3 separate regions of the Sus scrofa genome follow, and regions 2 and 3 are each linked to region 1. The links are chromatin contacts, called in public Hi-C maps. All regions are on one chromosome and are shown on one strand. Each heading gives the region's core, a stretch centred on a gene start, on an enhancer-like site or on the middle of the called end of the contact. The rest is flanking DNA. Distances are from core to core; before and after follow the strand shown.

Region 1 (3,630 bases), core at 519-3,018:
GAGTCACCTTCAGGGACTCTGCAAACTCAGAAAGCATAATTTTGTGTGTGCAAGGGGGTGGGCAGTGGGGGGAAGAGGATTTGTAGTTTCATTATTTTCCAAAAGGTTGAGATCAAAAGGTTAAATAGCCACTGCCAAAGAGGAAGAGAATGAGGTTTTGGGGGTTTTTTTTAGTTAAAAAAACAAAACCCAGGATTTACTCTGTGGCTCAGCGGGGTTAAAGACCTGGCATTGTCATTGCAGTTGCGGTTGCTGCTGTGATGCAGATTCCACCCCTGTCCTGGGAACTTCCGTATGCCAGGGTCATGGCCAAAAACAAAACTCAAAAAACCGGAAGCGCAGAGAAGGGCTAAGCTTAGGGAGAAAAAAGAAAAACCTTTAAAGAAAGGCTAGAAACAGATTTTTTTTTCTAAAGTTCAGAATTACATCATCATCTCAGTAAAACAGGGAGTGAAGATCTGGAAACACTGGGGGAACCTGTGCAAATACGCTCCAGTGAAGGGAGATTAAAGAAGCTGGGCAGATGAAGTGGGCCAAGTCTGTCTTCCTCAACCGAGCCGGCAACTCTTAGCGATGCACCTGCGCAACGTCCCGTCCGGGAGATGGTGCCCAAGGCTGGGAATTGCTGGAACTGTTCTCTAACCAGTGAGCTCTCCTCTGAGACTCCAGCCCACCCGCCTGGGAGGGACAGCGGTCTCACCACAGAAGGAAACCGTCACTGGTCGGAGGGGTTCACCAATGAGTCAGCTCTGGGACAAGCTGTGCGTCCGACAAGTTTCCACATAGTTGCTGTGCTTCCCTACAAACATAGGCAGCTGCCACCAGCCTGGCCTCCCCATCCGTCTTCGTCTCTGAATCATCCCGCCTTATTTCGACATTTCCCTTCTCCTCCAGCTCTCTGCCTGGCGTAGGACCTAACAGCAGGCTTCCGGAGAACTCATTCACTCAACAACTGCAGGGTTTACTGGGTGAATGCGGGGCAAGCCCAGTGCCAGGCACTGGGGGCTGAAGAGCACAAGGCCTTCAGGAGTCCGCCCGCGCGCAGCCCTGAAGGACCAACACTCTCGATCTGACCTTAGTTTAACGGGCTGCTGCCAGCATGTCGCAACAGTTTTACCGACAAGTCGGCGGGCCACGCCAGGGGATGCCCGGCCCAGGCCCGCCCCGCCCCACGCCATCCAGAGATCCCGCGGGAACAGAGCTCTCGAGCCAAGGCCACCCGCCAGCAAGCGATCCTCGAGTCTCGGGATTCGGGGCGGGGGCTCGAGAACGGGTCCTAACGGCATCCGTCAGCGGTTTGACCTTGAAAACCTGGCACCGCCCTCCCCTTCCACCCCCCCCGTCTTCACCCCACCAAACCCGGCTGCAGTGCCCACAGCCTCACCGGCGCCAGTCCGGGGCCCAAATTCCGCCTCGATAGCCCCTGGCGCTTCGCCCTCTTGCTGTAGCCAATCAGATTCCGACGTGGTGCTGGCCAATGGCCGCGGTCAAAGTATCAAGAGTGGTTGAGCCTATCAAAGTTTAGCCTTAAGTTTCTCCCGCCCTCTAGAAAAGTCGGAGGGCGGGTTTATCTTACATGTCGGCCAATCAAATGGCCAATAAACAAGACACCTCCAAGATCAAAGGGGAAGGGGTGGGATCTAAGCAGTAGCAACGCCGCGGGGCGGAGGAATGACAGGCAACTTTACTAATACCACAGACATATTTTTTCTACGTAAACTAAGGGGAGGGGCTATCTTGGCGGCTGCACCAATGGCTGGTTGAGGGGCGTGTCTTCGGGGCCAAGCGGGAGCCCGAGGCCCCGGGCTCCCTGGGCCGCGCCTGAGGCAGACGCAACGGGGCTGGGGGGCGGCGGCGGCAGTGGCGGCGGCAGCGGCGGCAGCGGGGGTGGGCGCCGCAGCTGGCCTGGGTGGATGGAGTTGGAGGGGCGGGGTACTGGCGGTGTGGCGGGGGGGCCGGCAGCGGGGCCGGGGCGGAGCCCCGGGGAGTCGGCGCTGCTGGAAGGGTGGCTGCAGCGGGGCGTGGGCCGGGGGGCCAGCGGCGGGGAGGCCGGGGCCTGCAGGCCCCCGGTAAGGCAGGATCCGGACTCCGGCCCAGACTACGAGGCGCTGCCGGCTGGAGCCACTGTCACCACGCACATGGTGGCGGGCGCCGTGGCAGGAATCCTGGAGCACTGCGTGATGTACCCCATCGACTGCGTCAAGGTGAGACCTGGACCTGTTCTGAACCCAACCTGGGGCTGACCTGACCCCTGGGTCATGTCCGGAGTCAGGGTCTCAGCCGAGAGCCGGAGCCGACATGGGTTCCTTTCTGGCTCCTGTCACCAGCCACGCTATTCGACCATACTCCATGCAAGCAAGGTTCCGGTCAGGAATTGATTCCAGTTAGGAACCAGGACCATTTTCTAACCTTCAGTGAGATTTGAATCGGGACTCTGGAAAGAAAATCTGTCAGCCAAAGGCCTGGATCCCTGCTGGGACTAAACAGGAGTAGGGTCGGGTGGGAAGGGAGCAGGTAAGTGCTACTAACTTGATTAAGGTGAAGCCTACTGAAGACCTTGAATAGGATCTTAATGGCTTGAGATGTTCTCTGGCAAATGCTCTTACAAGCTTCTTGCTGTGTTTTCCCTTAAAAGAGACAGGGCAGGAACCAGAATCTGGGATCTCTCAGTTAGATAAAGGATTTCCTTATTAAATCTTAACCCATGAGTGATTTGAAATCACTGTGCAGTCAGAATTCAGAGTTCCTGACTGGAAATAATGTGGGAAAGATGATGTTCAGGAAAAAGTTTCGGTTTCTCTATGCAGCAAGCATGATACCCCACCTATTTCCTGACCATGAAAATTGAGCTGGGATGGGGATTGTGTATGTGCAGGGAGCACAGTGGCCCTCAAAGGAGAAATGGACCTCATGGTGTATTTTTTAGCCACTTGAGGTAGACAACAAGAGAAAAGTTGCTTAGAAGGGAAGCATGGCAATACTGGAAAGTAGATGTTAGTGTGAAGAAAATAAAATCGGATCCATACGAGGATGTGATTCATGTGAAAGTAAAACTTAATTTTTTTATCCACACCAAGCAGCCTGATGAGTGGGTCCAAGAAGTCAGGTACTTGTGAGAAAAGCTGGGTGAAGAGGGGAACAGATTCTTTACAGTTCTTTTTCTTATGCGTTAGCAAAGGAACCACCACTAAATAAACTGAGTGAGAAGTACACTCAGGGAGACTTGAAATAAGTATAATGACAGAGACTGTTTCCTCCTTTACATGTTAAGGGCAATAGTCAAACAGTATTCTCACAGTTCTAAGACAATGTGTTTTCTCCTCAAATTAGGAAAATGTTACATATTCAGGAGGAGAGCATCACCTTGGGAGATGCAAAGTCTCTCTCTTCTGCTTCTCTCTGGTTCCAGTACCCTTGCATGTTTTCATTAGTGATGTGAATGAGGAAATGGAGAAAGTGCTCATTAAGCTTTGTGAATAACACTGCGTTGGTAGTATTCTAGCACATTGCAAGTGAACTCCTACCGAGGGCCATGCCCATTGAAAGGGGTAAATGCACTTGGCTAAAGTGGATATTCGAATTTTAAATACCCATGTCAATTGAGAGGAATAGAAATAAACAGTAGAATCC
Region 2 (3,630 bases), core at 445-2,944, 89 kb before region 1:
TCCTGATAGCCACCCACACCAGCTATCAGATCAGTCTCACTGGACAAAGCTGCAGAGGCACCATTTGCCCCACACTGAAGACTTTGGCTTCAAGAGGGTGGGGATGCACACCAAAGACTATGAAAAAAGGCAGAGTTAACGTAGCTGTCCTACAAAAGGAAGCTCTTTGTAGGGATCAAAGAAGAGGACATTTGTTTGGAGCAGCAGTTCACAAAGTGTGGTAGACCAGTTAGCTACGGACTAGGGGCCACCAAGACACTTTCAGAGTGTGCAGTGGAAATTATTTACATAATAATGCTAAGATTTTATTTGCCTTTTTCACTTTCATTCTCTCACAAGTGGAGTGGAGTTTCTGGAGGTAACCTGAATGCAGGAGCAGGTATGAGAATTCCATTAAGCCAGATATTAAAGAGATCTGCAAAAACACAAAACATTGGCACTTTTCTCACTCAATAGTCTTTGTTTAGGAAAGCTGTGATTTTTTTCATAAAAAAAATTTTATTTGTGCTAATATGTAATGGATTTATTATGTTTTTTCAGTTAACATTTAAAAAAATTCCTGTTTTAATTTCTAATATGGCCCACAACGTTGTAAATCTACTATATTTCAATTAAAAATTAAATTTAAAAATTTCTGTAGTTTCTGCCATGGTTAAGAATCTAAACACAGGGGGCTGGGGTGGCTGTGGAGGCGTGGGTTCAATACCTGCCCTGGGGCAGTGGTTGCCTCAGCTCCCAAGTAGTTCACATCTGCAGTTCCCAGTCTATTTCCCGGCCCGGGAAATTCCATATGCTGTGGTTGTGGCCATAAAAAATGATTTAAAAAGTTCTAACATGGCCATTACCGATAATAAATACAAGGTCTCAATTTTCTAGGAGGGTAAAGGAGTCCTGAGACCCAAAAGTTTGACAACAACTGGTTTGGAGGAACCAAGAGTTCATGTAGGAGGCAGGCAGGGACCTGGCAAATTTCCTAGCACCTGCCAAGCCATCCCACGCTGGCGCGGCAGGAAGAACTTGGGACTTGCGGCAGACAAGCTCTACCACTTGGTAGCGGTGTCGCTTTAGAGACAATCCCCGCCTCCGCTGCAGCAGCTACAGGTTATTAAGCGGTCCCCACAGGTAAGGCACTGAGCTCGGCGCTCGATATCGAACCATCACAGCAACGGGGTAACGGAGGCAACGGTATCCTCGTGTGAATGGGAAACGCGAGGCGGAGAGAAGTTAACAAAATTGAACACGGTCGCATGACGAGACGCGGTAGCTCCGGGATTCGAACCCACACATCTAGTTCCAGAGCCAGGCCGCTCTCCCCGCCAGCGCCCCGGTTTCCACACATTTCCAAGAGCACGAGAAACTATTGCCAGAGAAGTCGCAATTAATCCACGGGCCAGACCCCCAGCCAGCCCGGCCCACACCCAAAAGCGAACTCAGGGACAGCCCTTTCCCCGCCCCCTTTCGCACCGGCCTTCCCGGAGGGTATCCGCGCCCGTTTCCGCTCCGAGGAGGCCCCCTGCCTCTTCATGCTCCACGGGTTCCTCCCTCGCGCGTCTACCGTTCCCACTCGAAAGTCTGGGTCCCGGCGCGCGACTGGAGAAGCGCGTCCTTACGGCTGCGCGCACCCCTGCGCGTCACCGACGCCCACGCCCCAGCAGCCCCCGCGAGAGCCCTGTCGCTAGCGCAGGCGCAGTCTCTGCTTGCCAGGGCCTCTGAAAAGGAAGGGCGCATCTGCGTGACCCGGAAGTGCTTCTCCAGTCGGTGGCGGAGAAAGGAGACTACTGAGAGTCAGGGGGTGAAGGCGGAGGTTGTGCACTGTTGCTAGTATGCAGCGATTACTCCTTCCGCCCTTGAAGGTCTTGATGGGGAACCCGTGTCTCCGACTCCTGGTTCCTAGGGCGGCGCCTAGGACGCAGGTACCGCACCGCAGCGGACTCTTGAGTCGCGGAAGCGGGCATGGGGTGAAAGGGTTCGGCTTGGAGAGAGAGAGCAAATTCTCACAGATCACATTTCCATAGCTACTTGGAGTTAACAACATGCATCGTTGTGTTCAGGGCCCCTGCGTCCGGATCCGGACCTACCATTTACTAGCTGTGTGATGTTAGTCAAGTTGGGAAACCTTTCCGTGCCTCAGTTTAGTCATCTTCAAGATGAGGAGAACAGCTACTTCATAAGGGTTGCTGTGAGGAGTAAATAATATATATCGAGGCTTAGCACATAGTAAAAGCTTAGTAATTTTTACCCGTATTTTTAATTTTTGCTCAAAAAGTCAGATTAGCGACTATAACCCCATTCTACAGGGAAAGAGTTTGAGACTTAATTTAAATTGTCTAAGTTAATTAGAAGCAGGAAACCCAAACATGGGTCTTTGGACTCTTAGGGATAGGGTCAGAAGAGGGTGTGTATTCGCCAAACTAAAAATTATTGAGTGATTATTATGTGTTAAAAACTGGAAGCAGAAAAATAAAATACCAAAAGTCTCCTACCCTAGAGGAAATCACAGTTCATTCATTTGTCAAATCTTTATTAAGATCTTGTTATGTACCGGAACTGTGTTTGAACAAAGATTTCAGGAGGAAAAGAGCCAGACTGACCACACTGTGCTACAGTTCAAAGCTGGTGGGAGATAAAGACAAATCTCTGTGTACTGAGTGGTACATTACAGTGTGTGATGGAGAGGTGCAGTGTGCTGTGGGAGTGACCCATTGGAGACATGTAGGAGTCTTCAAACACTTCCTAAAGGAAGTGACATTTAAGCTGAGACCTGCAGTAGTTATTGTCAATCAGGAGACAAGTTGTGCCCCAGTCAGAGAAAAAATCGTTTAAAGGCCCATAGGAGAGAGAAAATAGTCCATATTTAGGTGTAGAGTTAAGTCCGGGGGAAGTATGCAGAGACCAAAAGGTTCATGTAGTGCCAGGATGGATTGGAAGAGGGAAACCAGTTGGAGGGTGGATGCAGAAGTCCAGATAAGAGATGATTTTCCAGGGCTGTAGCAATGGAGATGTGGCCATTGAGGGTACTCCACACCAAAGTGAGATTGAGTGTGAGTAGTAGTAGAGTGAGGTCTTTCCTTCTTTCTCCAGTTTTAATTTGTCTGTCTTGGTCTTTAGTGTGGTTGCAGCTGTGGGATCAGGCACTCCTTGAGGCCAGGGCAATATAGCACCATCACTGAAGTAGGTTTGCAGTCTGGAAGGGGTACAGTGTCCCTTCCTTCAAAGGCTGCTGAGCGGGTGGTGGGCCGATGGCTCCTGGTCTGCAGTGGAACAGTGGCTGGAGCAGTTATTCTTGGTGGAGTAACTAGGTGAGTAATTTGTTCATAGTGCGTCAGCTATTTGTGTCATCAGTAGAAATGCAGGATGGGGGAGGGGGAGGGAACTTAGAAATCGTCTAGTCCCACATTTTACATACGCAGAAACGAAGGCCTACAGAGGGATCATGTCTGATGGCTTGCCCAGCAATAGAACAGTTTGGGGTTTTACTAGTAGGAACCCTTCATAAAGAGTGATTCAGTTCTTAACTGTTAGCTGTGCATTATTTGCGTGATTTACCCCTACCATCAGTTTTAATTTGTCTCAAAAGTTTTTGTACAGTTTGTCTGAATTAAGTGCACATAAGTTCCATATATCACATTG
Region 3 (3,630 bases), core at 426-2,925, 70 kb before region 1:
AATGGAGGACTGGTAAGCTGCCAGAGGGCATGTGAGTGGCTGCAGTACTTAAAAAGGAGATGCTCAACTTGCCTGAAGTCACGCATGCATGGCTGTACATATCCTATGATTCAGAATTTTTTTTCAACTTTGTTTTTTATAAAAATGGAAAGCAGCAGTTAAATATAAAAAGTAGAAAGCCCTTATAGTATGAGTAATGACTCGGTTTTACAAATAAAAGGATCTTATTGCCCAGACTTGCAGAGAAAATGGTCTGAGGATGTGTCCCTCTATCCCTCTAATAATCGTACTGACAAACAGAAATAATGAACTACTGGGGGGGGGGGGGAAGGAAGCACTCGTGTAATAATACAAGGGAAATCTATTAGGATATTTTTTTAAAAGTCCTCATTTTTTAACAACTACTTTTTGTAATACCAACAAATCTTCTGAAATTTGACAGAGCATCTGGCCCTAATGGCAGGACTCTGAAATTAGCATAATCTAAGAGAATAGTTTGGGAGAATTTGAAACATACGCCACTACTTCTACCTTAATTCCAAATCAAGTTTCATCACACACCACAGCAAAAAGGGAAATCAGATACTAGTTCTGAATTGCTTTAAAAAGTTTAAAAACAACAAAAAGAAACAGCACTCTGTTTCTATAAGAGAGTCTAAGAATTGCCCAGTAATTACAATCAAGTTCCTTAATGAGGTAGATCTAATAAACATTTATACCTTAAATAATTTAGATTGTAACCATAACATGAATTGCGTGGATGCTGTGGTTAAGAAAATTGTATAAAATTGAGCAAATTATTTTAAAAAGAGACATTTAAGGAGTTCCCGTTGCGGCTCAGCGATTAACGAACTCAGCTAATATTCATGAGGATGCAAGTTTGATCCCTAGCCTCGCTCAGTGGGTTAACGATCCATCGTTTCCATGATCTGTGGTCACAGATACGGCTCGGATCCTAAGCTGCTGCGGCTGTGACTGTGCCTGACACCTGCAGCTCCGATACAACTTCTAGCCCGGTAACTTCTGTATGCTGCAGGTAATGGTCCTAAAAAGCCAAAAAAAAAAAAAAAAAATTTAAAGAATTGAAAGAAATCCAGAAGCTAGAATAGATGCAGTGAAAACCTGATACTATTTCTAACAAAGTATGTCTTTCATATTTTATTCTTAAATGTGAGCAATCAAATGAGTATCAGAAGCAGTGATAAAGATTGAGCATGGTTAGTGGCAGTCAGCTGTATTTTATATGTATTCTGTTGAAATAAACAGCCTTGCAGGAAGATTCTGTCAATGAGCATTTCATTTGCATGTATTACTATTGTTCTGAGTGTCAGTTTCATCATCCATAAAATCAAGGGGGTTAACCAGAAATCTCTAAAATCTCAGCTTTAAACATCTTGTTTTCTGAAACTGATGAGTACTGATTGCTACTGGAAACTCCATTCCCATCAACCTTAATGCCAGGGGCTATGGATAAAGTAAAGATGATCACAGGCTCTTCTGGGTAGCCTGGTCTTCTAAACCCAAGGGCCACAATCCTCTTCCTGAAACTACTTGTCACTTCTCTACCTTTCCTGCCTTTAGTTCCTTAAGCCAACTGTTCTCAGATCATCTTGTCTAGCCACCTTGTTTACAGATGACGAATGAACCAGAGAGGGCACGTGACTTACCTGGGGTATCAGAGTTAATTAATGACAGAGCCAGGGCTAGAATCCAGTCTGCTGTTCGGAAGCCCAGTGTTCCTTGCCCTAAATCATACCACCCACTTGTCTTTCACTGACGAAAAGCAAAACACAAAACTGTAAGAATAGAGGTGGGGTGGGAGCATCTATTTAGGTAATACCAACAAGCCAGTTATTGTATCTCAAATATGTAAATATGGAGGTGATAACAAATGTTAATGCCTAACTAGTGACTAGCTTAGCAAGTGCATGGCAGACTCAAATCAACAGCATTTTAATAATCACTGCCTAAGGCCTTTGAAGTTAAATAAATTTCTTACGCTGAGGAGGGCAGAGGCAGAGTACTTTGAGTAACATTAGGAGAATAAATACAAGGTTGGTGGAAACTGATTAAAATTCCCTAGAACAAGGAAAATCAAAGAGCTAAAGGTACAGAGAGAAAGATGGTATAGTTTGGCTTAGAGCTAGCAGCAACTTAAGTGAATGTAATGCCATATAATTGGGTATTATACATATTTTCATTATGTTCTCATGACAAGAATTCAGAGAAAAGTGATAGATGGTGCCAGTGCAAAGAATAATAAAGCCTCACTCCTATAAGCCACTGACTCAATTTTGACATTTGTGACATATCCCAGTAATAAAAGCACTAGAACAGTTCAGGGTCACTGCTGCTGTTATAAAGAAAACTGCTTGATAAGATTCAAAGGAACCAGTGGAATGTAAATTTTATGAAACCATCATTATTTTCACAGGGGAACCACACAAAATGCAGAAATGGAAATGAAAAAGACATCTTTAAAAATAGAGGGCTAAAAGGGGGTTAAATGTAAGATGGACTGTCTGATTCTCTAAGTAGGAGTATTTCATTATAAGAAGGCAATATATATAATTGCTCCTCAGCAAGGTTTTAATGGTTTCTGTTTCTAGCTACTGAGATTTCATTGAAAGTTTTTAATTGGGAGCAATGGAAGAAGCACAGTACCAAGGAGCAGATACTCAGTTTTTCTGAGTGGTACAATGCAAATGTGTCCTTGTTTTTATACCATGAACTCTGAGCCATCTACTCATGGGAATAAAGACAAGCCTAGATCCTATGATATTAAAATAATAAACAGGATATAACACACTAAAATTCAAAGACTAGTTAAAATAAATAAGAAATACATTTATATGGAAAAAAGATAAACAGGTATCCTGAGTTTCTCAACTATAAAAAGAACAAAGTAATATCAATCTGAAAGGTGGTCATGATGATTAAATAACATACATAAAATTCTTTACTATACCATTTTTTTTTTTTTTTTAAGGCCACACCTGCAGCATATGGAAGTTCCCAGGCTAGGGGTTGAATTGGAGCTGCAGCAGCCAGCCTACACCACAGCCACAGCAACACCAGATCCAATTCTTAATGGAATATCTGGTACACTCTAAGTGCTTTGCTACAGGTAGTTACTATTATCATAAGCAGAATGAAGAATAACTTTATTAATAAATGCTTTCCGACTGGACTAGTCACCATCACCTCCATGCTTCAACTTCATTCTGAGCACACAAATGTGGTCACTGTTGGCCAACTAGGTAGCTTTTAACTAGATCACTGACTAGATATCACAAGAAAACCAAAAACAATGTTTAGAAACCAAGGTGAGGGGAAGAGAGCTACCTGAGTAGGCAAGGGCCAGCAAAAACATAGAACTTTATCGGCAGCATTCAAAGGCAGGAGCTCACTCACAGTTTAACTACAAAGATAAGAAGTCAAAATCAAGGGAATTTAGAAATCTTAAAAATTAAAGGAAATTGCTGTGGCATAAGCCCTAATAAAAAGTAAAAAATACTTCCAAAGGAAACTAAGACACTTTGCTAGATACATTTTTATCTAATTTGAAAACAATTCAAGACTCATCCTCTTTTCACCTACCAACGAAAGCCAGTATACTTAGTTTCATCC

Evidence for each region. A called contact is a pair of places that touch in the nucleus more often than the background predicts.
Region 2: a contact with region 1 is called in a Hi-C map of skeletal muscle, with 2.5 times the contacts expected there. The contact joins the promoter of LOC100156375 here to the promoter of SLC25A28 in region 1. A contact is called at or near these places in 4 of 47 Hi-C or Micro-C datasets (brain, heart right ventricle, liver and 1 more) and 2 of 2 datasets of contacts at active chromatin or transcription factors (alveolar macrophages and skeletal muscle).
Region 3: a contact with region 1 is called in a Hi-C map of liver, with 4 times the contacts expected there. The contact joins the enhancer-like site here to the promoter of SLC25A28 in region 1. A contact is called at or near these places in 6 of 47 Hi-C or Micro-C datasets (alveolar macrophages, blood, embryonic fibroblasts and 1 more) and 1 of 2 datasets of contacts at active chromatin or transcription factors (alveolar macrophages).

The regions. Positions count from the first base shown.
Region 1 is chr14:110,803,769-110,807,398 of Sscrofa11.1, reverse strand. SLC25A28 (mitoferrin-2) reads left to right here and starts at 1,768. Exons shown (of 4, transcript XM_003133165.4): 1 at 1,768-2,204. The coding sequence starts at 1,914. It overlaps LOC110256623 (a long non-coding RNA gene), which reads right to left and starts at 1,668. Exons shown (of 2, transcript XR_002338384.1): 1 at 1,385-1,668; 2 at 1-799.
Region 2 is chr14:110,893,108-110,896,737 of Sscrofa11.1, reverse strand. It overlaps LOC100156375 (cytochrome c oxidase assembly protein COX15 homolog), which reads left to right and starts at 1,694. Exons shown (of 9, transcript XM_001929331.5): 1 at 1,694-1,913; 2 at 3,109-3,299. The coding sequence starts at 1,824. It overlaps CUTC (copper homeostasis protein cutC homolog), which reads right to left and starts at 1,675. Exons shown (of 9, transcript XM_021072322.1): 1 at 1,465-1,675. The coding sequence starts at 1,525.
Region 3 is chr14:110,873,261-110,876,890 of Sscrofa11.1, reverse strand. It overlaps ENTPD7 (ectonucleoside triphosphate diphosphohydrolase 7), which reads right to left. Exons shown (of 13, transcript XM_003359322.4): 13 at 1-3,630. It overlaps LOC100156375 (cytochrome c oxidase assembly protein COX15 homolog), which reads left to right. Exons shown (of 9, transcript XM_001929331.5): 9 at 1-1,277. Among named protein-coding and RNA genes, the nearest start is that of CUTC, 20 kb to the left of the region's middle. Within about 2 kb of position 1,675, at least 6 of the 83 cell types and tissues checked have an H3K27ac peak or open chromatin away from gene starts, as enhancers often do. A contact at or near this core is called in liver, where this site is marked.